2 separate regions of the Sus scrofa genome follow, and region 2 is linked to region 1. The links are chromatin contacts, called in public Hi-C maps. All regions are on one chromosome and are shown on one strand. Each heading gives the region's core, a stretch centred on a gene start, on an enhancer-like site or on the middle of the called end of the contact. The rest is flanking DNA. Distances are from core to core; before and after follow the strand shown.

Region 1 (5,593 bases), core at 2,228-4,727:
CCTGAATTTTAGGGTACTTTGTTATGCTGAATCATTACAAAAGTAGTTGATTGATACACCCTCCTCTCCCAGTCTACTTTCTCCTGTGAAACAACTTAATTCCTCCATTTCTAGCTCTGCTTTTATTTATCTGGATCACTTGAGATACCAGAAAGAGTCTAACATCTCTTTTTCTCTTCAGGACTCTTGTCTTGAAGCTTGGAAATAACATGAGACTTTTTAGGATATAAAATATTATGAGCCTGAGGCTACAGGAAACTGAATGTTGTCTCTGTGTAATCTCAGATGTCAAGCTATAAAGCTAAAATGTTTGCCCTGTGTTCTAAGAATCATTCCTTCCACTATGTTTCATGTTCTTTGGAAAATCAGAAATAATCACAGGTACTTCTCAGGACAATGGTACAGTAACTAGGCAGCTTACCCAGGTGTGTGATGGAATGCTGCCTTTGTGCCCCTCCAGAGCTAAACATGCCAGACATGGCAAGATCCATTTAACCAGAGCATATGAAAAAGAATCTTAGATGTGTACATTTTTTTGTCTTTGAGTTGTTATTGAAATCTGTATATGGCATTTTAGAGTTTTCACTTTAGAATCTCTACCACTAAGATTGTAGAGAATGTGTTAAAGATGATCTGGCCTGGTCCGTACATCTCTACTATGAATTACCTAAGTGGCCTAGAAACATTGCAAAGAAAAAAATAGCAACTGAAGTGCTTTCATGATGCATTTGGCCATGAAATTACAAGGAACCATTCCATTCAAGATAGGTTCGTGCCTAATTATAGTAGATTATGAGAAGAGAGAGCCATGAACATAGTAGAGTTTGAAGGTGACATTACTACCTGCAGGCCCCCAGTTCAAAATTCCTGCCTGCATCTGAGCCTTGCTCCGTGTTCCCTCTGCTTTCAACATCTCCTGCTCTTCTTTCAATCCCCAGTTCACTAGTTCTTGTCTTTCATAAGTTCTACACTCTCCCATCTTTCCTGACTCATTTTTCTGCTTTTTTTTTTTTTCTTAAATCATGAAGGTCCTACACCCATGGGGAGCTGCATTCTTATTCTGAGGTATTCTTGAATCCATCTTCACATATATGTATATTCTCAATTGATAGTGATTAAAACTATGATCACAATTACATAATCATATACCTTCCTTCTGACCTACACACACACCCACACACCCACACACACACATGTGAAAAAGGATCCTGTATCCCGCTACAGAGGTTGTCTGCAGTAAGTTGTACATGGCCCTAGATCTTCATGCCCAGGATGAGAATCACTTGTCAGTACCACACACTTCTGCGCTTGGGTTCTCTAATTATTTTATGTCTGTAGGGCTTGTCTCCTTGACAATGTAAGCTCCCTGAGGGAAATATTCTCAAAAAGGACATTTTTCATAGTTATCAGAGTTTGGCACATAATAATAGAAGCAAAAGGAGCATGTCTTGATATTTTACTTTCTCAGGCATCTGCCTCACAGCCACTTCACTCAGGCTCCATCTCATGCATCTCTTTCGAGGAGCCTATTTTAAGCAGAGTTGAGAAAACACACAGTACCCTTTGCTCCAAAGTGTAATTAGTATGTCTTTTTTTGAGTTATCAAAAAACACTGTTGGGAGTTCCTGTTGTGGCTCCAAGGGTTAAGAACCCAACATAGTGTCTAGGAGGATGCGAGTTTGGTCCCTGGCCTTGCTCAGTGGGTTGAGGATCCAGCGTTGCCATAAGCTGTGGGGTAAGTCACAGATGTGGCTCATATCTGGCATGGCTGTAGTGTAGGCCAGCAGCTGCAGCTCCAATTCAACCCCAAGCCCTGGAACTTCCATATGCTGAAGGTGCAGCCCTAAAAAAAAAAAAAAAAAAAAAAAAAATCAACACTGTAGTCAGTTAATGTAAGTAAATTGTGTGTGTGTGTGCTTATGTGTGTATGTGTAGTTTTAGTATATTAAAGTTCAGAAAGACAAGATTATAAATCACCTATCTTTATTAAAATGCAAACATGCCCACTACTTCAGTGCCATCACTAACAGTAGTAATGATCTGGACCAACGGATGGTAAAAAGTCCTGGCATCAACAGAATGGCTTTTGCCACTCCTGCAGAGGAGGGCAGATGAGCACAGAGGACAAGCCTTTTTAAAATATGAACATGGTTTAATAATAGTGAAACTTAAAAAAGTGGTAAAATTAACAACGTATATTGGTTCAAGACTTTTTTCCCAATCATGGTAGACATTTATCAATGCAAAACTTGTAGTGTCTCTATTGTATACTCTGAATCCTTCTTCCTATTCAGCATGAAACATGATGCAGTCAGAAGTTTCTTTGGCAGACACTATCACGTGCATTGATATGTCAACCTCAAAGCATTTTCTCCCTTAAACTCACCTGACCAAAGGTATCATCAAAAGACAAAAATGGCCTGTCTGGGGTCCATACCCCTGCTTTCTTACCGCTTCCTTTGCATGCTTGTGAGAGCTTGACTAAGCCATTGGGGTCACCCATCCCCTCATGGAATAATAACTATACCTTCCTGCCAGGGTTGTCATGAGCATTAAGTGGGTTCACACATCTAAACACCAAGAGCAGTGTCTGCACAGTGTAAACACCCCGTTCAATCTTAAATATTTTGTATTATCTTCTTTCTCTGAGTTTCAGCTTCTAGAGGACAGTACCTGTAAGATTCAAAGAGATTGGATGAGATCAACATGGGGGAGTGTTTGTAATGTGTAAAGAGCTATACAAATAGAAGATGCTATACCTTTTAAAGTGCCACTTATTATTTTTTTTAATGGCCACATTCATGGCATATGGAAGTTCCTGGGCTAGAGATCAAATCCAAGCCACAGCTGCGACCTATGTCACAGCTGCAGCAGCACGGGATCCTTAACCCACTAGGCTGGGCCGGGGAATGGAACCTGCATTGCTACAGAGACAACACTGGATCCTTAACCAGATGTGCCACAGTGGGAACTCCTAAAGTGCCACTTTGAAACAGAGTACTGATTTCTGTGCTTCTTGAAGTTTCTCCCCAAATTCTGAGTTTTCTGCTTGTGTGATTTGATTGCAGAATTATGTTGGATATTACTTCAGACACTATTTCGAAGTAAGAGATATCAGACCAGACCTTTGAAAATTAATTGGAAGGACAAGGTGGAGCATGAAGGAAGGAAAGGAAGTGAAGCAATGAGATATGCTGGGGAAAGGTTGAAATCATTGAAGGAGCAAAACTGGAAAGTGATCAGCAGCGCAGCTCATACGACTGCTGCTTTCATGACAAAACTGTGAAAGTCTGAGTCTCCTGACAGACGAGGTGCCTGAGTTACAGGCACTGCCTGGTCCCAGACAAAACCAATTGCTGCTTTCAGTAACACCTCCCACCCTTGACGTCACCCCCTGCTGCCGCAGGAGCTGTCAGGGTCCACAGAGAGTGCCCCTCGGTGTGCAGGACATTGTTGTCTCATTTCACACAGAGGCTTGTTTTGGTTCTCTGCCACTTGACCTCTAATTCAATGAACTGATCCATGTCGATGTGTACACGACCTTACTATATCTGTGTCATTGGAAATTGCTTAAGGCAGGGCACAAGGATTACCTGCAGTGGTGAAATACTTACACCTTAGCTCACTGCCTATCTTTAAAATAGGCTGGGCTCAGGCAATCTCTGGTACCTAAATGAAGAAAGCTAAATGTAAGGATGAAGCTTCTCTTTTCTCCTCTGCAGCCGTATAGGTTCTATTGCTTTGTGTTCTTACCCTCCACCTGTAGGTTCAGTCCTAGGACCCTGTTTGTTAGCCCTTTTCTCCTTCCTCCCTCTTTCTTCCCTCCATCTTTCTGCAAATATTTTCAAGTGCCAGTTCTTTGTCAAGTAGCTGGGATTCAGCAGTCCCCATCCTCATGGAGCTGACTTCCAGTCTTTAGGATAAAATCAGGCTATAGGAAGTAGAGGTTTCATCACTTTTACTAAAACATTGTTTTTAAAAGTATAGGTCTTGGAGTTCCCATCGTGGCTCAGAGGTAACAAACCCAACTGGTATCCATGAGGATGTGGGTTTGATCCCTGGCCTCGCCCAGAGTGTTAAGAATCCGGCATTGCCGTGAGCTGTGATGTAGGTCACAGACGTGGCTCTGATCTGAGCTTGTTGTGGCTGTGGTGTAGGTTGGCACCTGCAGCTCTGATTCGCCCCCAGGCCGGGGAACTTCCATGCTGTGGGTGCAGCCCTAAAAAGTAATCAATCAATCATTCACTCAATCAATAAAAGTTCAACTCTAGTTGGGAAGTATTTCATTGTATGACTGTACCACAGTTTAAGCACATCACCCATTGATGGACATTTAAGCATCCCTCCCAGTTTTTTGCTATTAAAAAGAATGAACAGAGGGGGAGAGAGATGTGAAGGAATGGTCTGGGACTCTGAGTCTCACCGCTTGTGTTCTTCTGCCAAATGTTATTTTGTGCCTTGTTTTCTATCTTGTTGGGCTAACTTGGCTACTGTTTTGCTCCTATAACAAAGTTTTCCTTAAACTGCAAGAGTCAACATTGAGTGGCATGCAGGGATAGAGCTTTGATTCCTGCTTGACCTACCTGGGAAACGACTCCTCATGCTCCAGGCACTTTGCCTTGTTGGGTGTGATTCAAAACAGCTGTTTGATGGTCTGCTTGCTAGCATACTGATACCCTCCTCCCCTGCTTGCTGGCATAGTCGGAAGTCTGGGACTGAACATTGGGTTTGTGATGTCACATTGGACCTCTAGTATTGGCAACCAGTGCAGTTCTTTCCAAACCCAAAAGTTTTGGTTTTATTTTTTCTGAATCATTTTTATTTGGAAACATTCTCAAACTTACCAAAAAGATACAAGTACAATAAAAGAACTTGGTTTTTGCAGAACTATTCGAAGGTAAGTTGTCAATCTGACGCTTCATCACCTCCAAACACCTCAGAATATAAATCCCACAGTCAATAACATCCTCACAGATAGCTGTGATACAACCATCAAATTCAGGAAGTTAACATCGATGTATTGTTAATATTTAATGCTGAGATCCCATTCGAGTTTCTTCAGTTGTTCCAATAATGTAATTATGGCAAAAAGGATCAGTTCAGGCTCAGGTGTTGAATTAAGGTGTCATGTCTTTTTAGTTTCTTTCGGTCTGGAATAGTTTCCAGTCTTCCCTCGAATTTCATAGCTTTATTATTTGAAGACTGCAAGTCAGTTACTCTGTAGAATACCCCTTAATGTGGGTTTTGCTTTTTTTTTTTTTTTAAATGGTGAGATGCAGACATCTTTGACAGGGCTCTCTCGGATGTGATACTGTGTTCTTCTCATTACATTCTACCAGGAGGCGCATGATTTCAAATTGTCCTATGTCTGGCGATCTTCGCTTTGATCACTTGATTAAGTATCTTGATTGTTATCTGCCAGTTTTCCCCATTGTAAAATTATTCTTTCTTCCTTGCAATTAATAAGTAATTTTTGCAAAGGTAATTTGAGACTATTTTTTTCTTATCAAATTTTATATATATATAGCTTTGAACTCATGGATTCCTGTTTTATTTAATGGGTTATCTTCCATGACTGTTATTATTTGGTTCC
Region 2 (5,593 bases), core at 1,936-4,435, 120 kb after region 1:
GCAGGTTGAAGAATACATGTACAGTTATAATACGTGTACCTTTAAAATTCATTTTTGTGTTTGTATGTATAACCATTCGATACATAAAACATACTTTTTTGACTTAAAACATAAAACATATTATGGGTATTTGCTGGATATTTGCCCAACACAGGAAATACAGATATACTTTATTCATCTTAATAGCGGTCTGATATTTACTGTACAGATGAATTCTAATTGATTTAAACAATCTGCTGTTGATGGACTTTTGTAGTCTTTATTTCATTGCTATAGCAAAATGAAATTGCAATGACTGTCTCTGTACACAGTAGGAGTATATCTATGCGATAGATTCTTCAAAACTAAAGTTTCTAAGTTGACATGTATGCACATTTGGAATTGTAAGTCACTGTCTAATTGCCCTTTAAAATCCTTTTACTGACTTAGGAGTTCCCTTTGTGGCTCAGTTGTTAACTAACCCAACTAGGAACCATGAAGATGAGGGTTTGATCCTGGGTATCCCTCAATAGATTAAGGATTGGGCGTTGCCATGAGCTGTGGTGTAGGTTGCAGATGTGGCTTGGATCCCATGTTGCTGTGGCTGTGGTGTAGGCTGGCAGCTGTAGCTCTGATTCGACCCCCAGCCTGGGAACTTCCATAAGCCATGGGTGTGGCCCTAAAAAGAGGAAAAAAATTCCTTATATTGATTTAGAATTTCAGCCACATTTGAGTGACTTTTTTCCCCCCTCATGTTTATGACATGATAAGCGATAATTAGTATAGACTAGATATTTTGATTTACATTTATCCAGTCATTATTAAGGTTGTCATCTTGTGTATTTATTATTGCTTTTTTCCATAAATGTCCACATTGTAACTGGTTTTTATAACAATTATTTCCTAAATGCTTTTCTAATAGTTGTATGGTTTTGTTTTACACTGTCACACTGCTAAACCACTGGACCCTAGTTTTGAATAAGGCATGAGGCAGAGGGGGTCTAGTTTTACTTATTTTCCAAATAATTAGCATATTCTTCCAATACTAGTTATGGACCAAATAATTAACCCACTAATTTAAATTGCCACCTTTATGATATTAAAAAAAAATCTCATATCTAGGTTAGTATCAGGATTCTTTTTTTTTTTCTTTTTAGGGCCACACCCAAGGGATATGGATGTACCCAGGCTTGGGGTGGAATTAGAGCTGTAGCTGCCAGCTTATGCCACAACCACAGCAACAACACTGAATCCTTAACCCACTCTGTAAGGCCAGGGATCGAACCTGTGTCCTCATAGATACTAGTCAGATTCGTTTCCACTGAGCCACAATGGGAACTCCGGGATTCTCTTTCATTCTATCTGAACAAGAAACTTCCCCGTGGGCTAGTTTTCTATGTGTTAGGGATTATAAGGAACACACATTCTCCCCAGAAGAAATAGCCCGTTCATAGGCTCATAGCCATGGGGCAAGTGTTTTTATGACATAAAAATTTTAGTGTGGTTGGAGATTTAAGTTTAAGAAAGAAAAATTATTAGGAAGTCATTAGCAAAAATCAATGAAAAAATTACTATAAATAAAACACAACTCTCTAACAAGAACTTAATATTTATCCATCTCAATTTTTGTTCATCCATACTTGGACTTATTTTAGCTCTTCATTATCTGCATAGAGGCCAATATATTTAAGTTCAGTGTTTTCTTTATACTTTTTAAAAAATTTTTTGGTCTTTTTAGGGCCACTCCTGCAGCATATGGAAGTTCCCAGGCTAGGGATCAAATCGGAGCTGCAGCTGCCAGCCTATACCACAGCCACAGCAACACCAGATCTGAGCTTCATCTGTGACCTGCACCACAGCTCACAGAAATGCTGGATCCTTAACCCACTGAGTGAGGCTGAGGTTCGAACCTGAATCCTCATGGATACCAGTCTGGTTCGTTACTTCTGAGCCACAGTAGAACTCCCTTAAGTTCCATGTTTTAAGAAGACTTTGCCTTTAACTCATGATTGTTAGCTTCTCAAAGTAATTATATGTCTGCAATTTTCCTCTCTCTCTTTGGGGAGAAGAAAGGCTGACAAAAAAAAAAAAAAAAGTTCTGAGATTTTGTTGTTTACATCTAATCTTCCAGAATTTTTCAGTTTCTTTCTTTTTTTTTTAAAGAGTCCTAGCAGAACTTAAACATAAATCATGTGACAGTGGGAGGGCAGGCATACATGCAGATAGAAATTATATGTTACAGTTTTTGTCATTAATTTTTCATCCTTAATCTTAACTTTTTTGTGAAACAAATGCAAACCTAGAACCCTGCATGCTGACATGTCCAAATATTGGCTATTACACTTAGATCTTTCCAACACAGTTATCAACACTAATTTGAATAAACAAACAAACTCCAAACCCACAACTCACTTTTTTTTTTCTTGGTTAAAAAAAAAAAAGAGTTCCTTTCATGACTCGGCGGTAACGAACTCGACTATTATCCATGAGGATGCCGGTTCGATCCCTGGCCTCGCTCAGTGGGTTAAGGATCTGGCAATGCCATGAGCTGTGGTGTAGGTTGCAGATGCTGCTTGGATCCCACACTGCTGTGGCTTTGGTGCAGGCTGGCAGCTACAGCTCCAATTCAGCCTCTAGCCTGGGAACTTCCATATGCCTTGGGTGTGGCCCTAAAACAACAAAAACAAAACAACAGAAACGGAAAAACATCGTTCTCTTTTTGCTCACTCTTTTCCTATTTCCCTCTTGTCAGGTATCCAAATAGCTGCAGGCAAGAAAAACACCTTCAAAAGTTATTTTGATATAAATCAGCATCACTTCCATGGTTTAACCATTAAAATGTAGTTAAAATGTCATACTTACTTTTAAATTGCTGATTCAGGTTCACATATCTCAGTGTAATCTGAGTTTTTCAAAAACATCATGCCACCCCATACCAAACAGACAAAAAAAAAGTTTCAGATTTACTAATAAAATGAACACGTTGTTCTACAACTCCAAAATATTTTCTGAAAGTAATTTAAGTTCCTTTTTATTTGTTGAAAGGTTGACGTTTAATGGTATTTCCTTTCCAGGTATGGTGCATAGATTCCTAGGAAAATAGCATAAGGGAAATGTGAGAGAATGCTGTTTATAATGATTGGTAGCTTCAAAGCCCTGCATTGGAACACCATGTAAATATGCCAAATTGACTGTTGCAGAAATAGACAACTTGTTGTGAAATTTTGGACATTTTCCACATCTAATGGTGCCAGACCCTGGAGGGGGTGGACATTCTGGTCCATGAGCAAGTAAACAAGTCAATAGAAAAACTGATGGTTGGAAAGACTGACCTCTGAACAATGGTATCTCTGGGCTCCTCAGAGGGTCAGCTGGGTTTGGGAAATATTTTAGTTGTCCCTGTAACATGTAACCTTGGGTGCTGATCAAAGTGCTTTGTTTTGGTACATAAAGCTCAACCTCTGAGATGGTGCCAAACATTTTGCTATCATGGCACGTGGGGTATTAGCCAACAATGCTGGCTTGAGAAATCCAAGTATTTCTCTAAAGTAGAGAATTTGCCTCTTAATTTCACCCTCCTGGTTCTGGGTAGTAAAAATTCTATGACTAGTTTCTTTCCTGAAACTACTGGGTTTTTTGTTTATTGGTTTGCTAGGCTTGGAAAAGAATTAAGGAGCAAACTTTTCAATACTGAGTTGCTTGGTGAGTCCAGGGGAGACAATGACTCTGTTGAAATAAAAAATTATAAAAAGACTCCACGAAGACCACTGCTGTGAGTCCCAAATAGTCGAGTTGCAGCTTAGGTTGAAGGTTTGGGGGTGTCTGACACTTGCTTTTCACGTTTCTATTTATAAAAGGAAGGCAAACAGGCTGTGATGTTTCTTGTTTTCTGGAAAAGTATTAGAACCTTCTTAATTATGGTAGAGTGAACATGGCAGGAAAAGGAAAAATATAATTTTAAGTATAATGGTGCATGCTGGAAACACAGATTGGCAACATATGGGGTTTTGGCATCTGGACAGAAGCCTTCGTAACCATCTGCTTCTCAGAGGTTATTTTGGCATTTTTTGCAGCAATTCCAATGATTCACAGGACTGGGCTAAGGGTGTTAGCAAGCAGCTAAAGAGGGCACAGGTACATAAAGGCAGTTACCGGGTCTACTGTCCACACATTAATTTCATTGTTGTGGGTATTGTCACTTTAAGATGGTCTATGTGCCAGTACTTCATTGTGATGGTAGCAGATGTTCCTTCATGCTAATACTTTTTTTCCCAATTTTATTCACCCAGTGACACTCATTTTTCGCCTTCAGAATTAATTTGGTATATCACCTCCCCTGGCTGTGGAGATGTGAGGAATATGTGAAGGGACTTGTGTTTTTGTGTGCTCTGCTGCTAGTGCTAAATTGTGGACCTAGTTGGTAACCTCCAATTCTCCCCGACTTTCTCATTCTACCAATGTTCCCTGGGAATTTTGGGAGTTACAGCATGGTATTTAATAATAAGTGTGATATCAAGTAATATTCTAATAAGAACTCACATGCATAGTCATTTAGCAAGGACCTTTGCGGTTAATCATAAAGTAAAACATGATGCATTATAAATTGAAAATCTGTTATCAATTTTAAAAAATTGAAGTATAATTGATTTACAATATTGTACTAGTTTCAGGTATATGGCAAAGCGATACAGTTACACATATGTATGCATGTGTGTATACATATATTTTTTCATATTCTATTGTATTATAGGTTATTACAAGATACTGATTGAATATAGTTCCCTGTGCTATACAATAGGTCCTTGTTGTTTATTTATTTATTTTATAAATGTGATGCAAGCAGAGGTTTTTTTTTTTTAATTAATTTTTTTTTCCTTTTTAGGGCTGCACATGCAGCATATGGAGGTTCCCAGACTAGGGCTCCAGTCAGAACTGTAACCGCCACCCTACGCCACAGCTCATGGTGACACCAGATCCTTAACCCACTGAGTGAGGCCAGGGATTGAACCTGCATCCTCATGGATGCTAGTCAGGTTCATTAACCGCTGAGCCATGGGAACTCCTGTTTATTTTATATATAGTAGAGTGTATATGTTAATCCCAAATTCCTAATTTATCCCTCCATTCCTCCTGTCCCCTTAGGTAACCATAAGTTTGTTTTCTATGTCTGTGGGTCTGTTTCTGTTTTGTAAATAAGTTAATTTGTATCTTTTTTTTTTAGCTTCCACATATAAGTGGTATTATATTTGTCTTTGTCTGACTTACTTCATTCAGTATGATAATTTCTTGGTCCATCCATCTTGCTGCAAATCACATTATTTCATTCTTTTTATGGCTGAGTAATATTCCATTGTATATATGCATCACATCCTCTTTATCTATTCATCTGTTGATGGACATTTAGGTTGCTTCCAGATCTTGGCTATTGTAAATAGTGCTGCTTTGAACATTGGGGTGCATATATTTTTTCAAATTCATGTTTTTATCTTTTCTGGATATATCAGTCTTTATCAATTTTGCATCATAAAATATTATTTCTTGAGCATTTGTAATGTGTCAGATAATAGGATAAATGTTTAAAACATAGGGTTGTCAAGGAGTTCCTGTCATGGCA

Evidence for each region. Hi-C and Micro-C count contacts between places; a contact is called where the count stands out from the background.
Region 2: a contact with region 1 is called in a Hi-C map of liver, with 19 times the contacts expected there. The contact joins two enhancer-like sites. A contact is called at or near these places in 1 of 5 promoter capture datasets (liver) and 5 of 47 Hi-C or Micro-C datasets (liver and skeletal muscle).

The regions. Positions count from the first base shown.
Region 1 is chr13:84,750,149-84,755,741 of Sscrofa11.1, forward strand. No RefSeq gene overlaps it. Among named protein-coding and RNA genes, the nearest start is that of SLC9A9, 120 kb to the left of the region's middle. Within about 2 kb of position 3,478, at least 2 of the 83 cell types and tissues checked have an H3K27ac peak or open chromatin away from gene starts, as enhancers often do. A contact at or near this core is called in liver, where this site is marked.
Region 2 is chr13:84,865,861-84,871,453 of Sscrofa11.1, forward strand. No RefSeq gene overlaps it. Among named protein-coding and RNA genes, the nearest start is that of SLC9A9, 230 kb to the left of the region's middle. Within about 2 kb of position 3,186, at least 7 of the 83 cell types and tissues checked have an H3K27ac peak or open chromatin away from gene starts, as enhancers often do. A contact at or near this core is called in liver, where this site is marked.